Linked DNA regions of Mus musculus: region 1 is linked to region 2. A link is a contact called in public HiChIP or PLAC-seq data. All regions are on one chromosome and are shown on one strand. Each heading gives the region's core, a stretch centred on a gene start, on an enhancer-like site or on the middle of the called end of the contact. The rest is flanking DNA. Distances are from core to core; before and after follow the strand shown. Region 1 has its middle 52 kb from the start of Adgrg6. Region 2 overlaps Adgrg6 (adhesion G protein-coupled receptor G6).

What was found. HiChIP or PLAC-seq counts read pairs in DNA pulled down with a chosen protein or histone mark.
Region 1: an H3K27ac HiChIP or PLAC-seq map of extraembryonic endoderm stem cells shows a contact between it and region 2. The contact joins two enhancer-like sites. A contact is called at or near these places in 1 of 15 datasets of contacts at CTCF or cohesin (embryonic stem cells), 4 of 484 Hi-C or Micro-C datasets (the AML12 cell line, cortical neurons, embryonic stem cells and 1 more) and 5 of 115 datasets of contacts at active chromatin or transcription factors (embryonic stem cells, extraembryonic endoderm stem cells and trophoblast stem cells).

Annotation. Positions count from the first base shown.
Region 1 is chr10:14,593,602-14,599,639 of GRCm38.p6, forward strand. No RefSeq gene overlaps it. Among named protein-coding and RNA genes, the nearest start is that of Adgrg6, 52 kb to the left of the region's middle. Within about 2 kb of position 3,515, at least 3 of the 459 cell types and tissues checked have an H3K27ac peak or open chromatin away from gene starts, as enhancers often do. A contact at or near this core is called in extraembryonic endoderm stem cells, where this site is marked.
Region 2 is chr10:14,457,918-14,464,852 of GRCm38.p6, forward strand. It overlaps Adgrg6 (adhesion G protein-coupled receptor G6), which reads right to left. Exons shown (of 25, transcript NM_001002268.3): 5 at 163-231. Among named protein-coding and RNA genes, the nearest start is that of Adgrg6, 84 kb to the right of the region's middle. RefSeq lists an enhancer at 5,747-6,645. Within about 2 kb of position 2,849, at least 16 of the 459 cell types and tissues checked have an H3K27ac peak or open chromatin away from gene starts, as enhancers often do. A contact at or near this core is called in extraembryonic endoderm stem cells, where this site is marked.

The DNA of each region.
Region 1 (6,038 bases), core at 2,265-4,764, 140 kb after region 2:
TTAGATAGTACTTACTACTCAGGAAAAGGAATGCATCTTAGAGTGATTGAAAGGTCCGAGGTGAGCAATAATGTACAAGGTGAGCTTGGAACTTGTGATCCAAAAGGTGGCAATGAACCCTCAAGGAGTAGAATTGTGTCAAAGGGATGTGGCATCCTCTGCTACACAAAGCTAACTGCAGTGCATGGAGACACTTCATAACATGTACATATTCACAGGTTCTAGTCATGTTAAAACACTACTGATGGTAATTCCATTAGAGAGGATGCTATGGGACTGAATGTTTTGAGAACTGTTAAATGAAGAAAATAATAAAATACATGACTCACTGTCAGGTAAAACAGTGCCTCTAAAATATGTCCATATCACATTGTAGAAAAGGAGAATTTTTCCTGACGTGTCCCAGTCTTGGCTATGAGGAATATTGTATCAGGAACCCTTAATGGGTTGATGAATCACAAAGCAAATGAGAGCGACTAACTCAATTCCTCACTGGAAATAAATGCTAAAACAACACCAATTGTATAATACACAGCCAAAAATTGCTTGAGACAAATAAACTATACATTTAAAAACATAAGGAAGATGTGAATGTAGGAGAGAGATATACAGGGATAAGGAAGAGTTGATAGGGGTTGGAGGGAGATAACAAAAGATGTGGTTAATCATACAGGTTCAAACCATACAAAATCCCAGCCAGAGAAGGGAAAGTGGAGACACTAAGACCCATCCCTAACCAAGAAGTTACTGGCAGTTGATGCCCGCTGAGAAAGGAAAAATCAGCGTTTTTCGGTGGAGTCAGCAGGTAAATCACTTACGTTCCAGAGGTCAGTGGAATGCAATTCCGCATGTCAGGAGTAGTTGGCCAACACAAAACATCCTGCAAGCTTTATTGTGCACTTTTCTAAATTTTTTTTCTTTTATTTGGAATTTGTTTGTTTTAACCTTTTTTTTTGAGAGAGAGAGATAACAAAGTTGGGTGGGTAGGGAGGTAGGAAGATCTGGGAGGAGTTGGAGTGGAAGGTATGGGTGAGAGTAACCATTATATAAGTGTGTATGGAATTATCAAAGAACAAAATTGATTAATAAAAGGTAAATATAATAATAAAATATTTAATACAGGCACAAAAGGAGTGAGTGGAGGAATTTAGAAATTACTTCACAGAAAAGGTAAGCCATAAAATCAGGTGGTTTAAAAAGGGAGTGTGTACTGTTTAATAATTTCTAGGGTGTACTATAAACTCACAATGCTACAACATGTCCTCAGTGCTGTGGTAACTTCTCTTGGTCTATCATTACACATAAGCTTATTCCTAAAATACAAGGTGAAAGTCAGCTGCAGGGGAACCAAGCCTGTCTGTACCACTTACCTCCCAGAAAAACAGGCAAAGTAGGAGGAATGGAGAGTTAAGGCTATGACTTACCTCATATCCATCAGGATCACTTGGCAGGAGTACCTCTAACTATAATGAAAGTCATGAGTTTCAAAGACATATCTAATCTATGTGGACACCAGGATATGAGCCATTCACTTTGTACATAAAATTTGTGTTGGCTACTCTTGGTTGTCAGTTTGACTATACCTGGAATTAACTAAAACCCAAATGACTTGGCACATTTGTGACGGAGATTTTCTTAATTAAATCATTTGAATTGGGAAGACCCACTTCTTTTTTTCCTCCTCTTATTGGATATTTTCTTTATTTACATTTCAAATGTTATACCTTTTCCAGGGCTCCCCTCCCCCTGCCTCTATGAGGGTGGTTCTCCCACTTCCGATTTCCAGCTCTAGCATTCCCCTACACTGGGGCATCAAACACCCTCAGGCCCAAGGGCCATTCCTCCCACTGATGTCCAACAAGGCCATCCTCTGCCACATATGCGACCAGAGCCATGGGTCCCTCCATGTGTACTGTTAGGTTGGTGGTCCAGTCCCTGGGAGCTCCAGGGGGTCTGGTCACTTGACACTGTTGCTCCCCCTATAGGTGTAAACCCACCCCCCCACCCCCGCTCCTTCGGTCCCTTCTCCAACTCCTCCATTGGGGACACTGTGCTAGGTCCAATGGTTGTCTGTGAGCATCCACCTCTGTATTTGCCAGTCTCTGACAGAGCCTTTCAGGACACAGGCATATCAGGCTCATGTCAGCAAGCACTTCCCAGCATCTGAAATAGCCTTCTGGTTTGGCGACTGTATATGGGAGGGATCCCCAGGTGGGGCAGTCTCTGGATGGCCTTTTCCTCAGTCTCTGCTCCACACTTTGTCTCCATATTTCCTCCTGTGAATATTTTGTTCCCCCTTCTAAGAAGTACTGAAGCATCCACACTTTGGGGAAGACCCACTTCTAATCCAGATCTTTGAGGTGGGAAGATAAACCTATAATCCGATCTTTTGATGTAGGAAGGTCCATTTTTCCTCTGGGCTGCACCTTCTACTGGCAGACTATATAAAAGACATGGAAGAAGGAAGCTTTCTCTTTCTCTCTTAGTCTGCTTGCTCTCACCCTCACTAGCAAGCCCATACCTTCACTGATATAGAGTCTACCACTTTAGGATTCAAATATATACTGAAGACCAGCTGAGACACACGGACCTGACTGAACAATTTTTGTATTCTCAGATCTTTCATTCATAGGCAACCATTGTTGGATTACCTGGACCAGAGCCTGTAAGCCATTCTATCAAATCCTGTATTAATAAAGAGAGATACCAAGTACTGTTACTCTAGAGAACCCTGACTAATATAAAACTCAATACCAACATCAAAAGTCCACAGTGGATCGTTTGAATTGTCTGACCAGAAGCCAAAGCAATCATTTAGAAGTTCTTCATGTGATTCTAGTGCTCAGAAAGATATGAAAATCACTACATAGACAAACCAATAAAGTACTAAAAAAGTAACAAATGTATTAGATCCTGACTTTACCAAGTACAGGAAATGGGGTAAGAGCCTTGAGTCCAGATTCATAACTGCTCTGCGTAGCTTGGCCCCTCAGTCTTTTCCTGTAATAGTCCCTCCTCAATACTGCAGCATGCTGTTGATATATTACCATTTCTTATGTGTGCCAAGACAAGGAAAGGTCTGGGAGGCACAGGGTAAATATGAACAGAGTCTTGTTTCCAAAGAGCTCTAGAACATTTCCATTTGTTACCAAGACAAAGATAGAAACACTAAAGGAACATTTATAAATTCTTCCCCTATTGGCAGACATGGAAATGGGCCTCACAGATCTTGCTGCTGGGAAGTTTGTGCACCTCCCCCGCCCCATGCATCTACCCCATAGTTCACTCAAAGACACACTTTCCATGCCTGAACACCATGAAGCGTCCACAGTCAGAGTGACTTAGCTTCATGAAGGATAACTTTGTCTCAACGACTCAGGACTCAGAGAACTACATGCCTTGCCAAGAGCCTCTGTCCATACAGGCCTCCTTCACAGGGGTCAGCCCTGTCTAATAACCTGTGGGCTTCTTCCCCGTTGGACCTTCCATGTACTCTGTGAAACACTTCCCCCATCCTCTCTTGTACTTTCTGCTGTTCACAGATCTAAAACTAACATTCCTGTCATCCCAGAACCAGTATGTCACATACTGTCATTGTTTCCTTGGAAGATAGAAAAGGACTGGCTTTTAAAGATAAGATAAGAAATGAAAGTTGCTGGAGAAGGTGAAGTTGGAGTGAAGGTAGGGGGATTTTTGTTTTTGATCAATAATTATTCAATGGTTATTTGAAAGTAAATAATATCTACTTTAATTGCACTACTCAGAGAAAAACGATCAGGACAGTTCGTGCTCTGCTGTGCTCCTACGTTTTCTCCTTTACTTTAAACCGGGGCAGGGAATCCAGCATGCATCATGCATGTTATTTCATTCACAATAAATACATCCTCAGTTTGTTTCGTAAGGAATCAAAGGATAGGAAATGAATGAGTGTACAGGCTGGCGTTCAGCATTAACATTTTGCTTATATTCGCTTCAGATTTCTAAATTAGTATTTCCCTCTTTCTGGTCATTCCATGACATGAGAGTCTCTACGTAGAATGTTTGCATATTTCGTACAGGTTTTCCAGCTGTGTGAAGTGGCAAATAGAAATTACATATATTTAGTGTATAATGTGATGGATGCTTTGATATATGTATTCATTGCCAAGTAACTTCTTTAGTGAAGTTGCTAACACACCCATCAACTCATGAATTTACCTTGTATGGTGAGAAAAAAAAGAGATGTACTTAGCAAATCAAACTTACAATGAGTAGTATATTGTCATTAATTGTAATTGCTATTGTTGCACATTCGAGATGGAGAACTCTTTGACCAACCTTTGTGCTCTTTGACGGGCATCTCATTTCCTCCTAGCTCCTGACTGGTGGCACACCTTCTTACTCTGTTTTTCAAGGAGCCTGAGCCTTTTAGGCTCTATGTCGTGATGGTGCAGTCCAGTCTTTGATGATTGCCTTGTTTTACTTACCATAGTGTCCTCCGGGGTCCTCCGGGGTTTTCCATATTATGCCAGTAACAAGATTTCTCTTCTTTTTTGGTTAACACTATTCCATTGTATTACATTACATAACAGTAGAGTGTGTGTATACATGGAAACAAGTATTCGTCCTCACTCATACACACACGTTTCTGTATTCAGACCATTCACCTGTCATTGGCATCTAAGTGATTCTGTAGTTTGGTGATTGTGAGCAATGCTTCCATGTCCATGAGAGTGCAGATATCTCCTTGATGTAAGGATTCTATTTTCTTTAGCTACATGCCCAGCAGCTGGATTGCTGGCAGTTAGGGCACTTATGGGTCTCCATATACATGCTCATATGAATACATTTTTGTCTTATTGGTTTTTTTTTTTTTACTTTTAATTTAAAAGTGCTAAGTAAGGGGTGGTGTGCTAAATGCACTTTGCAAGCTGAACTTTCCTTTAGTTTTATATTATGAGATTTACTTATGTGGGTATAGGTGTAATGGCCACATGAATTATATTGAATGAAAAAATAAAAACTCATACATTTGTTTCAGTACTGAGTTTTCTCTTATTTTGAACACTGCAAACGGTGCTACAAATACCCTTAAGCTGCTTCCTTGTGTGAATGTAAAAGAGCAGAAGTAGCATGCAATGTGAAATAAGCATCTTTACTTTTCCTTTCTAGATGTCTCTGTGAACTGAAACCCTGCTGCCTGTGCTAGAGCTGCAACTCTTCATTCTGTCCTTCTGGTACTTGTCAGTTTATAACACACAGCAGAGGGAACTGCCAAAGCTGCTTGCTTCACTGGGATTTTGAAGAGCTTTGCTGATATATTATTTCAACCAAAAGTTAAATTTCCAGGCACAGTTTGCTTCTATGTTAGACTTTATAGTCTATTATTACCAATGGATAGTCCAGGGGATCCCAGGTAGGTAGGAAATGAATTCATAAATAAAACAAAAACAAAAGAAAAGTCCCAGAACAAGCAAACAACAACAAAACCCTGCCAAGTAACCAAAGGTGTTTTGAGAAATAGGAACAAGGCTGAAGGCATCATAGTATCCTACTTTAAAATATTCTACAAGTTTATAGTGGAGATGCACTATGTTATGAGCATAAACAATGGGCACATGGACCAGTGGGAAAAAATAAAGAGCCTAGAAACAAACTGACACATTGATAGTCAAACACTCACGGGGAGGAGGGATACAAACAGGGAGTGGGAAAACTCTGTGTAGAACACAGAGGTATTCATTTGGGTCCTTATCTTACAAGGTAAAATCAACTCAAACTGATCACAGAGGTAAACGTAGGGTTTCAAACTCTAAAGGTACTAGAGGAAAAGGTGAAGGAACCTTCATGTCCCCAGTGTGAACTGACTCCTTTCCTGTCCTGGCTCTTTTCCTCTCTGTCTCTGTCTCTGTCTCTGTCTCTGTCTCTGTCTCTGTCTCTGTCTCTGTCTCTGTCTCTCTGTCTCTCTGTGTCTCTCTCTCTCTCTGTTTAATGTAGGATCCCCAAAGCATGGATAATAGAAGTTAAAAATAGAGAAATGAGGACTGTATTATATTTAA
Region 2 (6,935 bases), core at 1,599-4,098:
CAACCAAAATACATCCAGAAATTCTGTTTTGCTGTTTCTGGCTTTTCAGATGAACATTAAGATACAAAACAGTGAAACATTAAGATACAAAACAGTGAAACCTCCCAAACAGCATGAATTAAGAACAGGAAAAGGGGTTGAGGGATGATGTCGGCTCCCTACCTTGACAGAGAGTCCCCAGTTCTGAACAGTTTGTCAGCTCTGCTGCAGGAAGCTGGATCAGGTAGGAACCTTGATCGACACAGAAACATATGCAAATTTAGCTTGTGATTTGCTGATATAAACCAAAAGGAAAATATTGTCAATCATGTAATTGATAAAGCAGAAAAAGCCTTCAGAGAGTCTACTGCCACAACTGCACCCACAGGAAACTGTCTTTTATGGTGGCTGTGCCTGACTTTCCTTAAATGCAAAATTGAAGAATTCAAATTGCCCTCAAACTCTTGGGCTTCAGCCATATGTACCTGAAATAAAAAAGCATGATTATCCCTTAAAGTTTATGTAAAACATTTGGGGATTTTTTTGAATAATGAACTATGAAACTCAAGTAGCAATTCATGTAAATAAAATAATATGAACATTCAGGGTTCACTTCAAAACAGAACTTGGATATTTTGAATTACTCATGAAATGCTGATTTTTGCATATAAACACAATTATACAAACTCTAATTCCACAAGTGTCTTTCCAGGATTTCCAGTCAGTCTTGTTTTGTGTGATTTCAAGCTTTCTCTGATGCCTCCTCAACAGGAAATAGGCACTAAACTGATATTCTAATAGAAATATTAGATGCTCTTTGTGGCATTAAATCTTGCTGTCATGGTTATGGGCTAAACTTAGTGCAAATAATATGTCAGTTGAATAAAGACTCAAATATTTACATTATGCATACATACATATATAATACACCAATATATATATATATATATATATATATATATATATATATATATATATATACATATACATATAGTGGTGTAGAGTACTAGTGTAGTGGTGAATTCATTCTAATGTTTAAACATGTTCCCAACTTTCTCATGGGAATACTATTTGAAGACAAAGCGGGCGCGTGAGCTCACAGAGAATGTCTAATTAGGTAAGTGGCAGATACACAAGCAGAAAACATGTCAACAGTTTAATGGCATCTAGGAAGGTATGGTTTCCTCTTTCTCAGATGTCTCAGGCTCATGGAAAGGACTGTGGCACATCAGAAAAGGCCAACCCTACAGGCAGGTCTGTCATGTGACATTTACTGGCAAGAAACTACTTCATAGGTTCCTGCAACAAACACAGACACTGTATCTACAGTTTCTGAGTAATGGCGGGCAGAAAAATTCCTGCTGCCATGTCAACTGTCAGAGAGGCACCAGTGTAAGCTGACCTTTCTGTAACATATGCCTAATGTCTAGGGAAGGGCTTCAGTGCTGGTGGTGGCCCGCTGGAAGCCATGATGGAAGTTGGATGAGAAGAGTGAGCAGGAGATCAGCACTCAGGTACTGAGGTTGCGAGAGCGCCGAGGCAACTGGACAGGATTTCTGAAACATGTGCCTAGGAGGCACTGAAGAGGTCCCGGAATGTACACACTTGGCACCGCTGTAGTAATTACAGAAATGTGTGGGCATAGCCAGATGTATATCAGTGCAGCCTGTGGAAGACTGTCTAGTAGACAACAGCAGGACTGAGTCTTTCCCCTAGTGTGGAATCCCATACACGGTAGGAATGCACGCTCAAGCTTCGCTACACAAGTTACTGAATGCGTTATGAATGACAGCTAAGTGAACTCTTTTTTTAAAAAAAGCAATTGAAATAAATGGAGGGGCACCTGGTAAAACTATAGACTATCATTTGAAAAACAATTTTTTGATGTGGGGGCAGGGTACAAGAAGGCAAAAGAATATTAATTATTATTATTAATTATTAATTTATTATTATTATTCGGGCTTGACATCCTGAGTATCAAAAAGAGAGACAGAAATGAATGGGCACAAGAAATGGTGAAGACAGACTGTGTAAGATTTGGTGACGAATTGGAAAGAGGAAGAGAAAGGGAAGAGTAATTTGCAGGTTTCCAACTTGAGAAACTGGGCGTGATGACCTCATAAGTGGAGAAAGGAAATAGCGAGAGGGGAATTATCTTCTGTTGTGTCTGGCAAGGGAAGTCATTTGCCCGTTGGACATCTCTAATGCACACATGAGAAACTGTTTCTGTAAGGGCACCAGTCAACAAGAGATACTGAAGGGGTTGTGTTCTCCGGAGTATGGGTTTGAGAAGAGAATTGAATCAGACTTCAGCTATGGCCGCAGTTAAGTTTCCAGGGCAGAGATCTGGGGAGATAAAGACAGCCCCTTGTCAAGGTGGCTTCACAGAACTCTAGTAAAGAACATTGAATGGAGGGTGTGGTAGCAATGAGTGGAACTGAGAGGCTGAAGTGATAAAGACTGAAAAGACCTTTAACTGCGCCCTACTGGAACCAGGGTCAGTCTCGTGGGAACAATGAAACTCAGACTGCAGAGATTTGGAGAGTTAATGCCACAGGAGGAAGCATGCTTGTGCAAGGAAGCAGAGATAGGGAAGGGGGGTTGTGAAGACTGAAAACCTAAGCCAGAGTGTACCCTGGGAAAGGCGTGAGATGTGGCAAAATGGAGGGAGGCTGCAGAGAGGGAGAACCTTATCTTGGGAGCTTGCTGCCCGTTGCACATGGCCATTCTTTCCAGGACTTCAATTCTACAGGCCTTCATTCATGTTTTAGACAGGACTTCTAGAAAACTAAGGAGCCTATCAGACTCCAGTGACTCTAGGCTTTGTAACACAACACTGTGGAGAGCCTTGCATGAGGTTGCTGTAGTTCTCAGATTACACACAATGCTGGCAGTCCAGGGCTCCTTGGAGGCTTCAGAGCTGATACGGTATCTCTCCAAGACAAAGAAAGATAAGGGACAAGGTTGTGGGAAAAGAGTTCTTAGGCTAACTCCATGTCCACTGCAGTATGTCTGTCCAAGAGCTCAGAGGTGACAGGACGGAGAATGTCAGAAGAGCCATGATTTAAAACAAGATCTTGACCATTTTATCAGCTTCATTGTATACATTTCAATCTGGGGCTTCCTTTCGGCTAAAACTGTAAACATTCACTTCTGAATATTTTAATTAGTTGCTCTCTCTAGAGGAAGGCCAAGTTTATCAAATTGCTAGCATTGTATAAATACTGAATAGATACCATTGTATTATGGTCTCCTGGAGCAATAGAAATTACATTTGAATTATTTTAAGTGAAAATGGCACAAAAGCAAATGACCTAATTAATTAGAAGGAAATTACACTCTTTCGTTATAAATATGTGGGACTACATAAACAGATACATAGAACACTGCTGGGGTTTGCTGAAGTGCTGTTGTCATCTCAGCTGCCTGGGAGGTTAAAGAAGATGGAGCATGTGAGCCCAGGAGTTCAAGGCTAGTCTGGAGAACACAGCGAGACACCATCTCAGATAAATAAGGAAATATGCCTGCAACATACACAAACTTTTCATTTGATACTCAGCTGTACTTTCTTTGCCCAGTTTTCTAGGCTTACTATTGTGTTTTCTAAAAAGAAAATGAAGCCAGGGCTATGTTTGGTGGAGACTCGGTATGGTCTGGGGGAAGGGGGTGCCTCTGTGGGCCCATGCTGAGGCATCCCTTCCCCCTGAGGGACCAGCCATATAATGGTATAGCAGCATAGAATGGAGTTTATTTAGGGGAAGGGGATCAGGATTTGAGGAGGTAGTAGAGACAGAGAAAGGCCAAGAGGGGGTGGTTAGAGGAGTAGAGGCCACCATGGGGGGAGGGGGAGAGGGAAATGGGGAGAGACAGGGAAGAGGGTAAGGGAGCAAGAGCAAGAGAAGAGAGCAAAAGATTGAGGAGAGGGCAAGCAGCCCCTTTTATAGTGAGTCAGGCACACCTGGCTGTTCTTAGGTAACTGGTGGGAGCCTAGATGAGATGGCAACACTTACAGATTTACAAGTTGGAAGACTGAAAAAGAGAGAAACTCTCCTTTGGGATAATGACCTATCATTAATCAGCAGTACAGTATCTCAGTGTGTATTCTTGCTCTGGCCTTTGAGTCTACCCAAAAGTAGTTAAAGCTTGTTAGCTAACAGAAAAATTTAGAGTCACATGTTATGCGTTAAAGTAAAGAAATCTTGGAAATGGGAAGTTAGGACTGGGGATACAGCTCAGTGGGTAGAGTCCCTGCCTAGAACCCATGAAACCTTGAGTTCTAGTCCCACTAGTTTGGACAGGCATGGCTGCACACATCCTAGCACTTGGGAGGTGGGATAGGAGGATCACACCAAACTTATCATTGGTACCCAGGGAATTTCAGAGCAGCAACAGTCAGGGATCCTGTCTCAAAAGAGGAAACAGGCAGTTGGTTAAAAAACAAACAATCAAACAAACAATCCAACATTACAAAAAAAAAAAAAAACCCTCTAAGTCTTTGGGCTTCTACTCTTTCTACTCTCCTCCCAGCCACACTATTATTATACAGGGTGTGCTAAAATGGACTGATGTGTAGCCAGCAGTTTAGCACATATCCTCTTAGTAATTTTAATCATAGTTCAGTTAGTGGTAGAAAATCAGAAAGAAATGTTTTCCAAGTTTCTCTTTGTTCATGTTACTAAGATGAATTTTATAATTTCTCATAAGTCAATATACTAAATTATTTTATGATTTTTTATTTTACATTTTTCTTTTTTGTATTATGATGGATGTGTATATGTAGGTTTGTATGAGTATATTTACATGTAAATGGATGTGTACATGTATGTGGAGAACCTCAATTGCCTTCCATGTTATCTTTTGATGCAGACTCTCCGATTCAACATAGAACTCAATGATTTTACTACACAGCCTAGAAGTTAGTGTACCCCAGAGACCCTTCCCCTGACTGCCCACTGTTAGGATTACAGGTAAATAATTATAGTCTTTTTAGGTGGGTTCTATGATTCCAACTCAGGTCCTTTGACATTTCTCCAGTCCTATTTTATAACTGTTTTATTATTATTTTGTATATACAATTATTTCTGAAGATCACCTATGTTCTTCATGAATTTGAGCCCCCTCAAAGAGTAATGTGCTTGTCATGATAAAGCAATTATAATTTCAGTTAAAAATGATCTAATAATCTACCAATGGTGAACTCAGTAATTAGTTGTACATGAAACTAAGGACCAGTAATCGAATTTTAGAGCTCTGTAAGTCAGGATTATAGTGTATTATTTAGTTAATGATGAAAGGGTGGGAATTGGGGAGTTAGGGATCAGAAGCAGAAATTTAGAGATGAGAACTAAAGTCCATTGAAAAAATCCATAAATTTCTAGGAAAGAGTACTGACAGAATACTTACAACCATCTCTTATCTCTACATCCACAGTGACTAAGATAGGAAAGTGCCTACGAACTGCTGGATAAATACATGCAATTTGCTTGAACTCAGACTGTTCACTGAATTATACTATACCACTCCTCAGGAAAGAGCAGTAATCAGTTGAATAAATAAAACCAGCAGAGAGAGCACTGTCTGTTCTCTGTGAAAAGCAAAGGGCAGTCTCCAGTGTCTACCCCGTAATCATAACACGCAGATACTTGTACCTATAATTAAAGGGTCAGAAAAGGAAATGGCCTGTGCCTGAAGGTCATAAAACTGGGTATATGTGAAAACTGTTCTAGGAAAAATAAAGATGTCTAAGGTTTCAAAAGAACTATTGATAATGCAACGCTTGCATCACAAAAGAACAGACAAGATTGACTGATTTAAAAAAAAAAGACAAACCAGCTTTAAAAAATTAAATTCAGAGACAGTCCAAAAATACTTAGAAAAGTATAGGAAAGCAAAAATAGCATGATGATAAAACTGTTGAAACAGTTATTGAGGACATTAGTTTTATATTTAATGTGTGACAGATGACAGCGCAGTTATATACTCAATGTGATCTGTCTCAGCCCCTTACTTTCTCTTTTTGTAATTTATCCAGCAACACACAGATGGAAAACATATTCTTTTTCTACCACAAGTGGATACTAGAATAGTCAATACTTGGCAGACTTTGCCAGTCTTCTGGAATGTAAGGAATGAGACTGCACTTTCCCATTGGTTACTGTACTCACTGAAAGCTTAGGGAATTATGTTGACCCTTAAACAGCAATCACAATGTTTTCTGGGGGGAAAAAAAGGAGGTTAAAATGTTAACAGAACACCCTTTATTTTTCTTGATTACTGAAGTTTTGCTTAACCAACAAGGCCAAGATACAATCTGATACAGGTATTTCCTGTCCGTTAATAAGTGACTTAGATTTTTCAGCCTGGGGTTGATGATTAAGCAGCAGGCATTTCCTTCTGCCATCAATCCTCCTGACAGGCACAGTAGTAAGACATCTGGGTAAAAGAAAAAAAAAAAAGACATCTGGATGCACACAGCTGGAGGTTGGGGGTAGTGTCACCATGGGATGTTGCGATAGCTGCTATAAAGTTAATGAGAATCGACTGCATTGAGTCTGTAAGAGTGTGCTGTCTTATGATGACATCATTTTGTGGACTTACTTTGTAGATGACTAAGATATGTGAGCACTCATTTGATAAGTTCCAATAATCTTCGGGCTTTAGGATGAGGTGGTGTTTTAACCCAGAGGCAGTGTTTAAGAAAATAGAAGGAACGCATGGTCTCACTTATGTGTGGAATCCCAAGAAGTTGAAATCATAGAAATAAAGTACAATTGTGATTCACATGGCCTTGAGGGCAGAAGGTGGGTCAAAGGGACTAGAGATTATCAACCAAAGGGTACAATTCTAGGTGTAATGAGATTAGAGAATCTACTATACTGCATAACAGTTGCAGTTAAAAATGATGTAGTATGGGCTTGAATTTGCCCAGAAAGGACTAACAGTGTAACCAGTACCCG